2 separate regions of the Gossypium arboreum genome follow, and region 1 is linked to region 2. Evidence: chromatin contacts called from public Hi-C data. All regions are on one chromosome and are shown on one strand. The core of a region is the stretch at or near the end of the contact, and the rest is flanking DNA. Distances in the headings are between cores, read along the strand shown. Region 1 holds the start of LOC108475972 (paired amphipathic helix protein Sin3-like 4). Region 2 holds the start of LOC108474849 (disease resistance protein RPV1-like).

The links. A called contact is a pair of places that touch in the nucleus more often than the background predicts.
Region 1: a Hi-C map of leaf shows a contact between it and region 2, with 2.5 times the contacts expected there. The contact joins the promoter of LOC108475972 here to the promoter of LOC108474849 in region 2. A contact is called at or near these places in 2 of 5 Hi-C or Micro-C datasets (both in leaf).

The regions. Positions count from the first base shown.
Region 1 is chr3:12,481,466-12,487,505 of ASM2569848v2, reverse strand. It overlaps LOC108475972 (paired amphipathic helix protein Sin3-like 4), which reads right to left and starts at 4,627. Exons shown (of 24, transcript XM_017777993.2): 1 at 4,032-4,627; 2 at 3,717-3,898; 3 at 2,996-3,154; 4 at 2,707-2,893; 5 at 2,536-2,634; 6 at 2,258-2,425; 7 at 1,849-2,173; 8 at 1,271-1,407; 9 at 821-896; 10 at 707-736; 11 at 225-496; 12 at 1-128. The coding sequence starts at 3,793.
Region 2 is chr3:12,283,618-12,289,904 of ASM2569848v2, reverse strand. LOC108474849 (disease resistance protein RPV1-like) reads left to right here and starts at 2,580. Exons shown (of 5, transcript XM_017776877.2): 1 at 2,580-3,265. The coding sequence starts at 2,730. It also overlaps the pseudogene LOC128290341.

The DNA of each region.
Region 1 (6,040 bases), core at 3,378-5,877, 200 kb before region 2:
TCTTCATACTGGTTTTTGCGCATGTGTTTGAAAGAGTAGTCCTCACTCCCAGAAGTGACAGAAACCCAATGATCATTGAGAACTTCAGAACCTAGCTCTGTTCTCTGGCTTGCAGAAGGTATTGGGTACTGCAAGGCATTGGACAATCACAGTAAGTAATAACAGAATCAACATATCTTCCTGATCAAGATAACAAGGTTGAGTATAAAGCAAAAACTGCATACATTCTTTGGAAGAAGTCGATAACTAGGAGTGCACCGTTCACAATTGGAGAGGTCAAGTTCATTAATGGGTTTTCCAAAGTATTTATTATCCTTGCTGGAGAATAAAGAAACCTTGTGACCTGCATCTTTATTGGCAAAGGAACTTCTGTCATGTCTATCCCTTTCCCGGGTTTCACGGTCTCTAATCTTGACCCCATTATCCCTTTCACGATCTCTATCTCTGTCTTCCATCTTAACTGATCTAGGTAACTGCCCTTCATTCCGCAAGTACTCTGCAAGCATAATAACTTGCTAAGAATATATTTAAGTTCAATCAAAAGTAGAGGTTGGTTCAGTTTAACTATAATGCTCCACTAGTTTTGCTCAACATGAATCTATAGTGGATGTTAAGAGTTAAGACTGTAACAGTGATTACTTTGCTTTTTATAAACCACAAGGAAACCTTGACTGAAGTTGATAAGAGAACAGATAGTAGTACTTACTTTCACTAACAAAATCCGCAAGCAAGCCCTCTGTATAATAATAGATTTGATTAGTCAACAATGACACAGCAGAATTATATAAAACCAACTTAAAACTTTTTTGCAGATACGTACCATTCTTCTCGCACTGCATCAAAAACTTATTAAAACCATCCATCACATCTGGGTATCTTCCAAGCAAATCATTCACCTAACAAGAAAGAATTACCACAAGGCACTAAGTTACTAATTTTATTTCAGTCATGTCCCTAACCAAGCAGTTTTCATATGTATATATGCACATATATTATTTACATGAATTATATTAAAAATTGGTGACACAAATTATCATTTTGGGGGGCACAAAATGATCTGGTGTTGAATCTCTGCAAATTGCATGGGTCAATTCAAAAAAGTGCAGGAATGCCTTGAGCTTTTTCAGTTGAAAAACATAATAAAACTTCTAGTGTTCCAACTAAAATATGTAAAACAAACTAAAACAATTAAGATAAACAACAAGAATTCCTCATGTGAGCTGATGAAGAAATTAGTAAATTACAAACAAATGATGTCTGTTAACCATACCAAAGATTGCAATTCTGTGCGTGAGATTACTTCATTGCTATAGAGATGAAGGCACCTCAAAAATTCCTGATAATGATCAGGATTTCGTAACTTCTCCTTCACTTTATCACAGAAAGCAAACTCCTGATTGTAAACACCTGATATGGGATCCAGTCAGTCAAAGAAAAAACATGTCAAGGAAAATCAAAAGGCAATTATTAACATTTCAAAATTTTACAATGCCAGATTATCAACAAGAAAAACATGCAGATGGAAGTTGCCATAAAATGATTACATCCAATCAGGAAAAGCATAGCCATTCACACAAAAGAAATATCCCTTATAGTACTTCCACGAAAAGTAAGCAGATACTAAGGAATTTAATGAAAAAGTAAGCAGATACTAAGGAATTTAATGAAGATTAAATTCGTCAATGGCATGATAGCAGACCCCAGAAGAAAAATATTATATTAATATGAGGTTAAAATTATATTATATACTATAGAAATGTCGTACAGAAAGATAAGCACCTATTTATGTTTTATTATTGTCAGCCATAGCTTTTCCTATACTGTTCAACTGAGAAGCAGAAAACTCACTTTTCATTGCATTTTTATCATCATATGTAGAACCATCCCCCCCAACTTGCTGCAATTGTTCCACACCTGATTCTTCACTTCTACGAGCAGGTTTTCCATTCCGTTTATGTGGAAACCGCATGTTGAAGTCTCTGTTGCCATCAATTTCAAAATCTCGATCATCCTGCTCTCGATCTCTTATATCTCTGTCTTCTGTCTTGTCCCTTTCTTTTTCACCACGCCTTCTTTGCTCTTTTTCAGCTTTCGTCATAACTCTATCATGATCAGGATCAGCACGTTCCATGCTAAGGTCACAGTCACCAAGCAGAGCTGTACTCCTATCTTTCTGCCAGATATTCTCATAAATCAAATGTTAGCTTGATTGCTGATAAGTAATCAGGAGTGACTTAAGGATTAGGCTAAAACAAACCTTGTCAGCAGGCACTGCACACATTCCAGGCATAGCAGAGCTCCTCTCTCGGGGTATAGAGTTTCTACCAGTAGAAGCATAATGATTAGAGGCTGTCGCTGAGGTATCAGGCAGAAAATGAGTGAACTCCAAAAGCAGATCTGGATGGTCTCGGAAAAGAGCAGCAACCTATAATGAAATATAGTTTCTGATCAACAAAATCCAACAACCTAGGCAGCACACAATTCCCATTCAAATAGGGAAGTCAGAGAAAGGAAGGGAAATATAACCTAACATACCTCCTGGTAGACCTCAGTGATAGACTTATTTTCTTTTCTATACATGTTCAAAATGTCTAAAAATGATTTGTAGACATGGTCATCACCCTGAAACCTTGTCTGCAAAAATCCAAGAATGAGATCAGATATTATGCAGCTATCTCATAAAATTCAGCAATGCACAAATTCTACCTTAATTTTGTTTACAAAATTAATAGCTTCTTCAAACTCCACAGGCTTCTTTTGGGGAGGTTGTTCATCCTCCAATGGGAGGGTGATCTCATATCCTTTGGGCAAAAAGGTATTGAAACCCAAAATTAGGTCTCGATACCCTTTAAATAACTCCTTTACCCTGGCTATGACACCCGCAGTATCAATTCTACATTCAGCCCACCATTACAGCAAGTCACAAATTGCTTCGTACAAACATTATGAGGGGATAAAGAGCAAAACTTCAGAAAAAAGCCGATAATGATCAAACCTTTGAGCCTTGAAGTCTTTCATTACTTCAAGGAAGTCGTCATATTTCTCCCTCTTTTCTTGAAATATATCTTTAACTGCCTTGAGATATGCCAATGCATCATTTGTCGTAAGTTTCTGGGTAGCTCCTGTCCCTCCTACCATCTGCTGTTGCCCAGAGCTTCATCATAGAAAAACAAAATACAACATAAGATCAAAGATCTCCAGTAAATCATCACATATTCTTCCATGTGGAATTTAAATATATATCCATATACATGTGTATATATATCATTATCACCTTAAAAAGTATATAAACAGCTAGGGTCATTTAACCTTTCTACGCACAAATAAAACCATATCTTAATACTACACAGGCTCTTCACAGATGAAAAATTGGAAACTTGCCCATCTGGAAAAGAAAGAATATTACTATTTTTTGCTATCTACAAACATCTTTAGAGAAAATGAAATATTTCCAACCAGAACTTTAGGGAAAAAACATATCTTTTCGTCAAAGGTCAAAGATAATTCACAATTATAAAAGAGGCCAAACTTACTTAAACTAAGATTAAACAAGCAAAAACACTAATCAAATCTGCTAAACTAAACAAGCGAAAGAAAAACGACAGTAATTGACCTGTAACGATTTCAAACTTAATCTCATTGTAGCTTTCATAACGAAAACACGAAATTGGACCAAACAATACTCAATATACAAAGAAGATAAAATTTTATTTTACCCTTCTCCTCGAGAAGAAACCACTGGTCTTTTAAGTTGGGAGCCGCCGATGTAAACCTCATCTCTAGACCGCTTCATCTCTTTTCCTTTTTCCAATCAAGATAGAAGTTTTTTCCAACCTTTTTCTTTATTTTCACCAACAAATCATGCTTTGAGCTTTGATTTATCTCCAAACAGAAATTCCTACAATCAACAACAAGAAGATGAAAAAAAACACAGTTATTTAAACCAAAAATTAAGCACAAAGCAGATCTCAAAACCAAACAGAAAATCACCAAACGAAGAAAATTCTTTTTTTTTTCTTTTATCTCCTTACCTCCCCAACAGATCATCACCAAGAAGAATTTTACAAGTAAATTTACATTACTTGCAGATAAAGGCACGCTAAATGAAACAGAAAACCAAAATATTACTTCAGTTTTCTCACACAAAAAGGGGGAAAAAATGGCCAAATTATAAAGATTAAAACAAACAAAAAAAAATTTCAGTGTTCTTAAGCAAACTCTGCAAAGAACAACAACAACAACAAAAAGGAGTTGAATATTTCAGATCGAAGGATTCTCGTGATTGTAGCAAAGACGTTGAAGAGAGGGGATTTTACGAGAATTAAAATTTATTTTCTTTTTATTTAATATTTTTGGCTTTGGAGAAACAGTGTTGTTTGTTGTTGATGTAAAATTTTTGAAGAGAGGAAAAGAGTTTAAGATTTGTGATTTATTTATATAATGGGAAGTGCGCGATGGATATCAATTGCTCTCTCATTCCTAGTATGAAGAGGAGAAAAGGAGGTATGGGGAGGATAGCTATTACACGCCCGCTAGCCGGTTGCTTTCGTTTTGGTTTACCGGTTGTCGTCGGTTAGTGCTGGAAGGGTAATTCTATTTTCATCAATAAAAGGAAAATTAGGGTATGGTTAGGGATTTCTAAGAGGCAATTTTTTATAAAAAAAAAATCATAAATTGTTGGTAATGTTTTTTAAAAAAATATGTGTATTAACATATTCTATTACGTTAATTAATCACAAATATGAAAATATATATATTTTTAATTCCTTAGCTGAAATTTTAATAATTTAATAATTTCGGTTGTTTTAATCATAGTTTTTTTAAGTTATAATTATATATTTTACAACTGGAAAAAAACAGGGTCTCAAGTTATGAAATCTTAAGCATCGAGAAAGCAGGTGGGCAGCTTCAATAATAGGGTTAAAAGATTGTAAAGGGGAAATAAGGGTAAAAGGGTAAATTGAATGAAATTGAAATTAGGGTTAGGGATTGGGAAGGGAGCAAAGGATATGTTGTAAAAATAAAAAATTGCAACTTCAAATATAGGAAGAAGGAGACTTTGAATGTGAAAAATGACAATGTTAATGTTTTTCTGGGTTTACTTCTCTATTTTTGGATCATATTAACAATCATGCTTCGAAAAAATAAGGGATAAGAGTTAAATGGATTAGACAAAACATTAAAAGTTTTTCTTACATTGAGAAAGTAAAAGAAAACATTAAAAAAAATTGCTTGCATGGATTGGAGAAAGGATTTCTTTTGAGTTATTTGATGGTTTGTGTTAATACTACTTGCAAAAGGATAAGGTGTAAAGGGAAATTTAGAAGTGAAAAGTAATGGGCTGGTGAAAGCCTGGGTCAGTGAACAAATACATGAAGTGAGGGCTAAGCCCATGGATTACCCAAGGTTCAACCGCAATTTCTGACCCAAGTTAAGCTGGCCTTGTCGGTTCGGCTCTTTGTATAGGAGATCTACTTATATTAGTTTATTTTTCTTTTTCTTTTCTTTTTTCTTTTTTTTATTAATTAACCATCATAATAACAACTCTCATTTTATAATTCAATATATAATACGTATTATATAAAAGGAAGGAAGGTTATATAAGTGGCAATTCTCTTTCTTTTTTCTTTTTTCAAGTTATGTTTTTAGAATATTTTTATTTCGATTAAAATATTACATGATTATGTATAATCCGAATATTCTAAAAATTATAGAGACTAATATACGGTTACCCATTTATAAGACAATAGTCAAATTTTAATTTTAACCTCTAGATTATGCTGAAACTTAAGATTTAATCTATATATTTTATTTTTTACATAATTTAATCCCTTTATTTTTATAATATTATTAGTTACTCTAAATAATTAATATTATTAACTATTTCAATCAAAATGCTAATGCTATTTTTCTTAACATTATTCTAACAAAATTTTGATTTTTACCATAACGAATTGAATGTGTGTTTTTAAAAGAAATTCTAATCAATATTTTCAACATTATTTTTATTGTTACGTGACTATCAAGTGAACATTTTTTT
Region 2 (6,287 bases), core at 1,331-3,830:
TTGGTCATTGTTCTTGCTTTGAACTTGATGGACGTCGAAACCATCAAAAATAATTACTACAATTAAAATAACTCTAAATAGTAGGAGTCCACAGGGATTGGTATTATAATCAACTTTCGCATTTAACTTGTGATCAGAATTTCTGTCATGTCGATAACCGTGGCAATAGTCGTGCCCACGACTCCAAACGAACTTGCTGAAAAATAAATAAATAAATCAAGCGAGTTTTGAAACGTTTAGAAATTAAATAATTTAAATAACATAAATAAACAATTAAATAAATTGGAAATAAAATTAAATTGGGAATTAAATTCAGATTTTGTAAACATAGATAATAAGCTTTAGCCCTAGCCCTAGACTCGGTGGATTCTGGATTTTGAATCGATCCTCGAAAATTAATTTTCTCCTCCAAACAATAAACTGATTATAGCAATTAAGAACATTATAACCGTCAATTCTTTATCTTATAGTTGATCCCGGTACGACCTGCAAATCAATCCTTACCGATTATTTAACCGAGATACACGCGTTTTCGATTCAAGATTCCAGCAGCCTTGCGTTCTGAAGAACCCAACTCGAATTAACAGCCTCAACCGCGCGAGTTGTTTAAACCCAATCACTTCTTCATTGATTTGTTCTCAGAGATCCAAATAAAGCACTGCCGACTCAATTCTCCAACTGTCTGCAAACATGACTCCAACCCAACTTGCTTTTTGATTTAAAATCGAGTTAATTTTAGGAGATGAATTTGTCAATCTCAATACTTAGGAAAATAATGAATAACGATTGAAAGGATTTTTAGTACGGATACGTATCTTATGATTTCCGATCGAAAAGAATGTCAACCTAAAGCTAAATTAAAATTTAGTGAAGCATGGATTTAATTATGCTTTGGTTGGCTATGGAGTGAATTTGAATGAAAATAATAGAAGTTGAGAAGGGAAGGGACTTGGAAAGATATTAAACAAATTTTGCAAAAACAAGGAAATGGAAACGAAAGTAAGTTGAATTTGGAAGGAAAAGAATAATTCTTATTTAATTAAAGTGAAATCAAATGTCTTTTCAAGCTACCACAAATGTCCTATTAATGTACATATAAATTTGACTTGACTAACCAGTACACATAATTAAAATTTAATAAAAATAAAATTAGATTTTCTAATTTTAGCTTTCACAAAATCAAAAGAAATAATGAGTCTTTAGTTATTTCCAAGTTTTTTTATTTGGTCTCACTTTATTCATTGTGCTGCAAATTGATTTTTTTTCTCATTTTTTTTACTTATAACATTCAAATTGTATTCCTGTTAAGATTAAAATATAAAATTACTAATTTAAATTTGACAGGATCAATTAAGAATTAACTAATTTAAACACAAAAAACAATACAAATTTAACATGTTATAAGAACTTTCATGGGAAAACAACCTCATTGTATTCTCCGGTCAAAACCCAAAATATAGATGCCATCATTAAGAACAAGTTATTGTACAACACAAAACCCCAAGTGCTCCCAAGGTTCATCACCATATGCTTAATGTAAACCGTTTCAGTAGCGATGGTAGCCAAATACGCAAACGCCCATAATATGCAATCAAAGTAAAAGCGGAATCACTAGCTACATACTCAATAGTACCACCCAAAATGATCAAAAGAGACATAACTGTGAGCTTTGAAGGACAAGGCTGCCTCCTAAAGGTTGTATAAGCCAAGGCAACCAAAGGGGGTGTCAAAGATCTAAACACTATGAAAGTCTCCACATTGGCATGGTTCATGACGTAAAATTCCAAACTTGCCCAAAACCCACCCTAAAGCAAAAGTTAAGTAATGTAATGCAGTCAATAAACCTGGGTAATTGAATTTGGTAATTTCAACTTTGTTTATAACAGCACGTAAGCTTGAACAAAATGCATAACCAATTACAAAACTGCTTGTAGCGTTGTAGTTTTTGAGTGGATTCAAATCTAATGATTGACATTTTGGTAATCCAGAAAGATTATAAATTTATTCTCAAAAAATAACTAACACCTAAAGTTAAAAACAACAGGTTTTAAACGAAATTGACAATGGCAGATGCATTAATGGGAACTATAACAGGATGTGGGTAGTAGAGAATGTTATATGATTTGACAAGAAAAATCAACGAATAAACAATTTTAAAAGTATAATGATGAAATTAAAAGAGATATACAATGGAAACAGAGATCGAAATGAATGGTTGTGGGAAGGGCTGAAACGAGGTTTTATGGAGAGATGAAAGGTATGGGGTTGGCCATTGAGGCGTAAAGGGTGTGCACTATAATCAAAATCAGCGTGTTTCAGAGGTTGTTTCCCCACGTCCCACGACTCTGGTTAGGGAAGAACGATGAAATATGACCATGAAAAAAGTGAAAGGAAATTTTGATTGGTGGAAAAGTTTGTCTTGGTCAAAGAAGTATATTATAGTGGATTTGGTGTGCCAAGTCAGACTTCCATTATGGGGTTAACGGTTGGTCACTAAAATAAAAAATTTTCTAAGGCAGTGACTAAAATACAAATCTTTTAATTTGAGTGATCAAACTAGATATTACCCAAAATATTTTTAGGTGACACTGAAACGTGTTCCTCACTTAGCCTCGTATTCTGAGTGTCAGTGTCACCAGTACAGGGAGCGAATGTAATACTTTTCTTCTCATGGCTGCTTCAAATGAATCTGACCACCTTCTTTTTGCACCCACCGACATAGGTAATTTATGCTAATAAGTGGGATCGAAAAGCTAAAGAGGAGAGAGAGAAGAAATAAAATGGAGAGCGCCGGTGTAGTTTCAACCACAACTCCGACGTCTTTCAGGCTCCGATGGGACGTGTTCCTCAGTTTCAGAGGCGAAGATACTCGTCACGGCATCACCAACACCCTGTACTGCTCGCTTGTGAGAGAAGGCTTGCGAGTCTTTCGAGATGATGACGCTTTGAGACGTGGAGACGAGATCGCACCGAGTTTGGTGGAAGCCATCGAAGACTCGGCTGCATTCGTTGTCATTCTCTCTGAAAATTACGCTTCCTCCCATTGGTGCCTTGAAGAATTGGCCAGGATCTGCGAGTTCCATAGCCGGTGCCGTAGACTGGTTCTGCCTGTGTTCTATGGGGTTGACCCCTCTCATGTTCGAAAACAGATGGGACCTTTTAAGGAAGCCTTCTTTAGCCACGAAAACAGATTCGGAGAAAAACAGGCCAACAGATGGAGGGAAGCCATGGCCAAAGTTGGCTCCCTAGCTGGTTTCGTTAAAAGGTAAGGTTTTCCCCTTTTATCTACTAATCACCTCAAATCTCTCGTGTTTCTGCAATTATTTTAATTAAATATTTAAGTAGATTACATTAGGGCTTTTGATATAAATTTAAGAAATTAAAAATCACACTACCATGCGAGTGAGGGAAGAATTATAATATTTTTTTAAAATAAATAACTTAGGTTTTAAATAATTTTATTGAATTTGGTCAGACAAAGATGAATTTAAATTTAGTGTTAATGATTGTTTTAGGTTTTATTTAGTTAACAATCTATATTTCAAATTAATTCGCTTAACTAGCTTTCATATACACAAATTGATAGTGTGTGTTATTTAGATTTTAAATTAATTGCAAATTTTAGCATATAATTTTCAAAATTAGAAAATTTTGTTTATTTTATTGCATGATTATAAAATGAATTTATTTAGTATAAGGTGTTTGGTTGGATTCAGGAACGACCTATGCATGGTATTAACTATTAATATCATGTATACTTGCTTAACTCTAACCCTAAAAAAGATTGAAATTTTTCTATTTGGAATTTTCTTAGGTCTAATTTCTATTACTTTGGTTGGATTATTCGTAACCGGTGATTAGTTGGATCTTTGACTAATTAATTTACCTTTTTTGACTCACCCCTTTAATTCTTTAATTTTAATTTTATCCAAAGAGGTCAAATTCGAATTGCTATTTATTTATTTTTTTAGTTTGGTGTAATTTTCGACCTAACAAGAGCGGAATCACACTCTGTAGGATTTGAACCTATAACATTGGGTTTTGGTCTCGAATTATGAACATTAAATTTTGTTCAAAACCTTTTATATTTATAAATGACTATTTAAATCCATTTAAGCTTATCTATATTTTTTATTAAATAAAATATAATTATTTTTATTTAATATTTAGTAATTATATATATTTGTCATCTTTTACTGTCAATATTTATTCCTTTTATTAAATCTAAACATATACTGATTTAAAATTTTTAACATTTACATTATAGTATAATATATTTAATTTTTATATGATATATAAATTACTTAATATACTTATGACCAATGTTTATCCCTTTAATAAGCTTACAGAACATGAATGATTTGTAACTGGACTGGCTTCAGTAGATCTCTTGGAAAATCAAAAGAAAATTTTATTTAATACATAAACTAAACTAAAATAAATAACATATCATTAACATAAACTTGAAAATGGTGGGTCGAGTTGAGTCAGACTCTGGCTTTAAATATTAGAGCTTGAGTTCGACCTATATTTTAAACAATTTTTTTTTTGCTCAAACTCATTTTCAGGTTTAATATTTTTGTCCCAATTCTTTTCAAATTTCGAGTGCACCTTCAAACTTAGGTAGATAGCTTAACTCTCGAATAGGTCTACTTAATAGTTTTAAAAGTTAATATCAATGATAATTATATTTTACTTTTGTTTTGTTTTTACTTTCTATTTCTTTTTAAATTATTTTATGCAGATGTATGTTAAATATTTAAAACTTGAATTTAATTTAATTATATGTTAACATTGAATTTTTTTTACTTTTATATTTTAGTTAATTTCTTTTCCATTAAAATTTTCTAAATAAAGTAATTTTACATGAAATTTTAATAAATTAATATATAACTGATTTAAATATAAATTTAAAATTTTAATTTTTAAAATAAAATATATCTTAATGCCATTAATTTTTCATTATTTTATAATTAAAATAGACAGAAAAAATAGAACAAAACTAAATAATAAAAAGAATATAATCATTTTTTTATTTTAAACTTAAAAAAGGGATAGGTGGGTATTCTTTACACTAAATTCAAGAGGATAAGTGTTTTGATGGTTTTTTTTTATAAATTTATTAATTGAGATGATGACAGTATAAATATTATATGAAAAGGGTAACAAAAACTTAAATTGTTAGCTGATAGGTTGTTGAGACCTACAAAATAAAATTTACTTAAATAAATGAAACTTTATAGTTAATTGTGAGTAAGGTTGAATTTACGAAGATCAGTAATAATTTTATTTATTTAATAAACAAGTAAAATAAAAACTAAATAAAGATATTTGAAATTAAAACTAAAATTAAAATAAAGTAAAAAGAAATAGTAAAATAAAATATAAGATAATTTCCATTCCATTTAAGGGTTTGATCATTGATATAAAAATGATTTCAATGCTTTTCAATAAATTTGTTATAGTTGCTGGCGATTGTCTAGCAACTTAATCTCTATTTACCTTCTCGATAATCAAGACAATCGTCATTAATTATTTTCCTTATTGACAAATAATCCTATAACAATCGTTTAGGATTTAATCTATCAATAGCATTGAGGACAAAAAAGATCTAATTCTGACCAACAAACATACAATCAAGGTTCATTTAAGTTAGATTGCATGCTCACATTACACAAACAAAGATGTAGTTCGTGTCAAATATTAGAAATCAATCAATTGATTAAATACCTAATTGATAAGGCAATCATTTTAAGCTATCAAATACTGGTAAAATATTTAACAAACTTGAACAATTGTAATTAAATTAGAAGACATGCAAATACCAAAGAATAAAGAAAAGATTAAGAATAACTCGAACTCACAAACTTTATAGAATCAAACTTCAAATAATTCTTTGACTAAAAAGGAAAAGTTTAGCAACCCATGAAGACAATAAAACACAAAATCAAAATAAAATTAAGGGTTGTTATGTTTCCGTCTCCCAAACAAAAGTGCCATTGAATACATAAATCAAATTTTTTATAGATTTTCTTGATAATTTTCACATCAAACTTTCAGATCGTTTTTTGCACCTTCTTGATTTTTAGGCTCTTCGAATTATTATGGATCCAAAACGGAAGTCTATAACTCAAGTTATGACTAAAATACTGAAACTACGTTGTATTAAAAGTCCAAATCGCAAAAACTTGTCAAAATTATACTTTAAGCTCATTTTCTCTAATTATTCTCTAAATTTATAATAAATAAAATATATTTATTAATAATATAATTAAAAACATAATTAG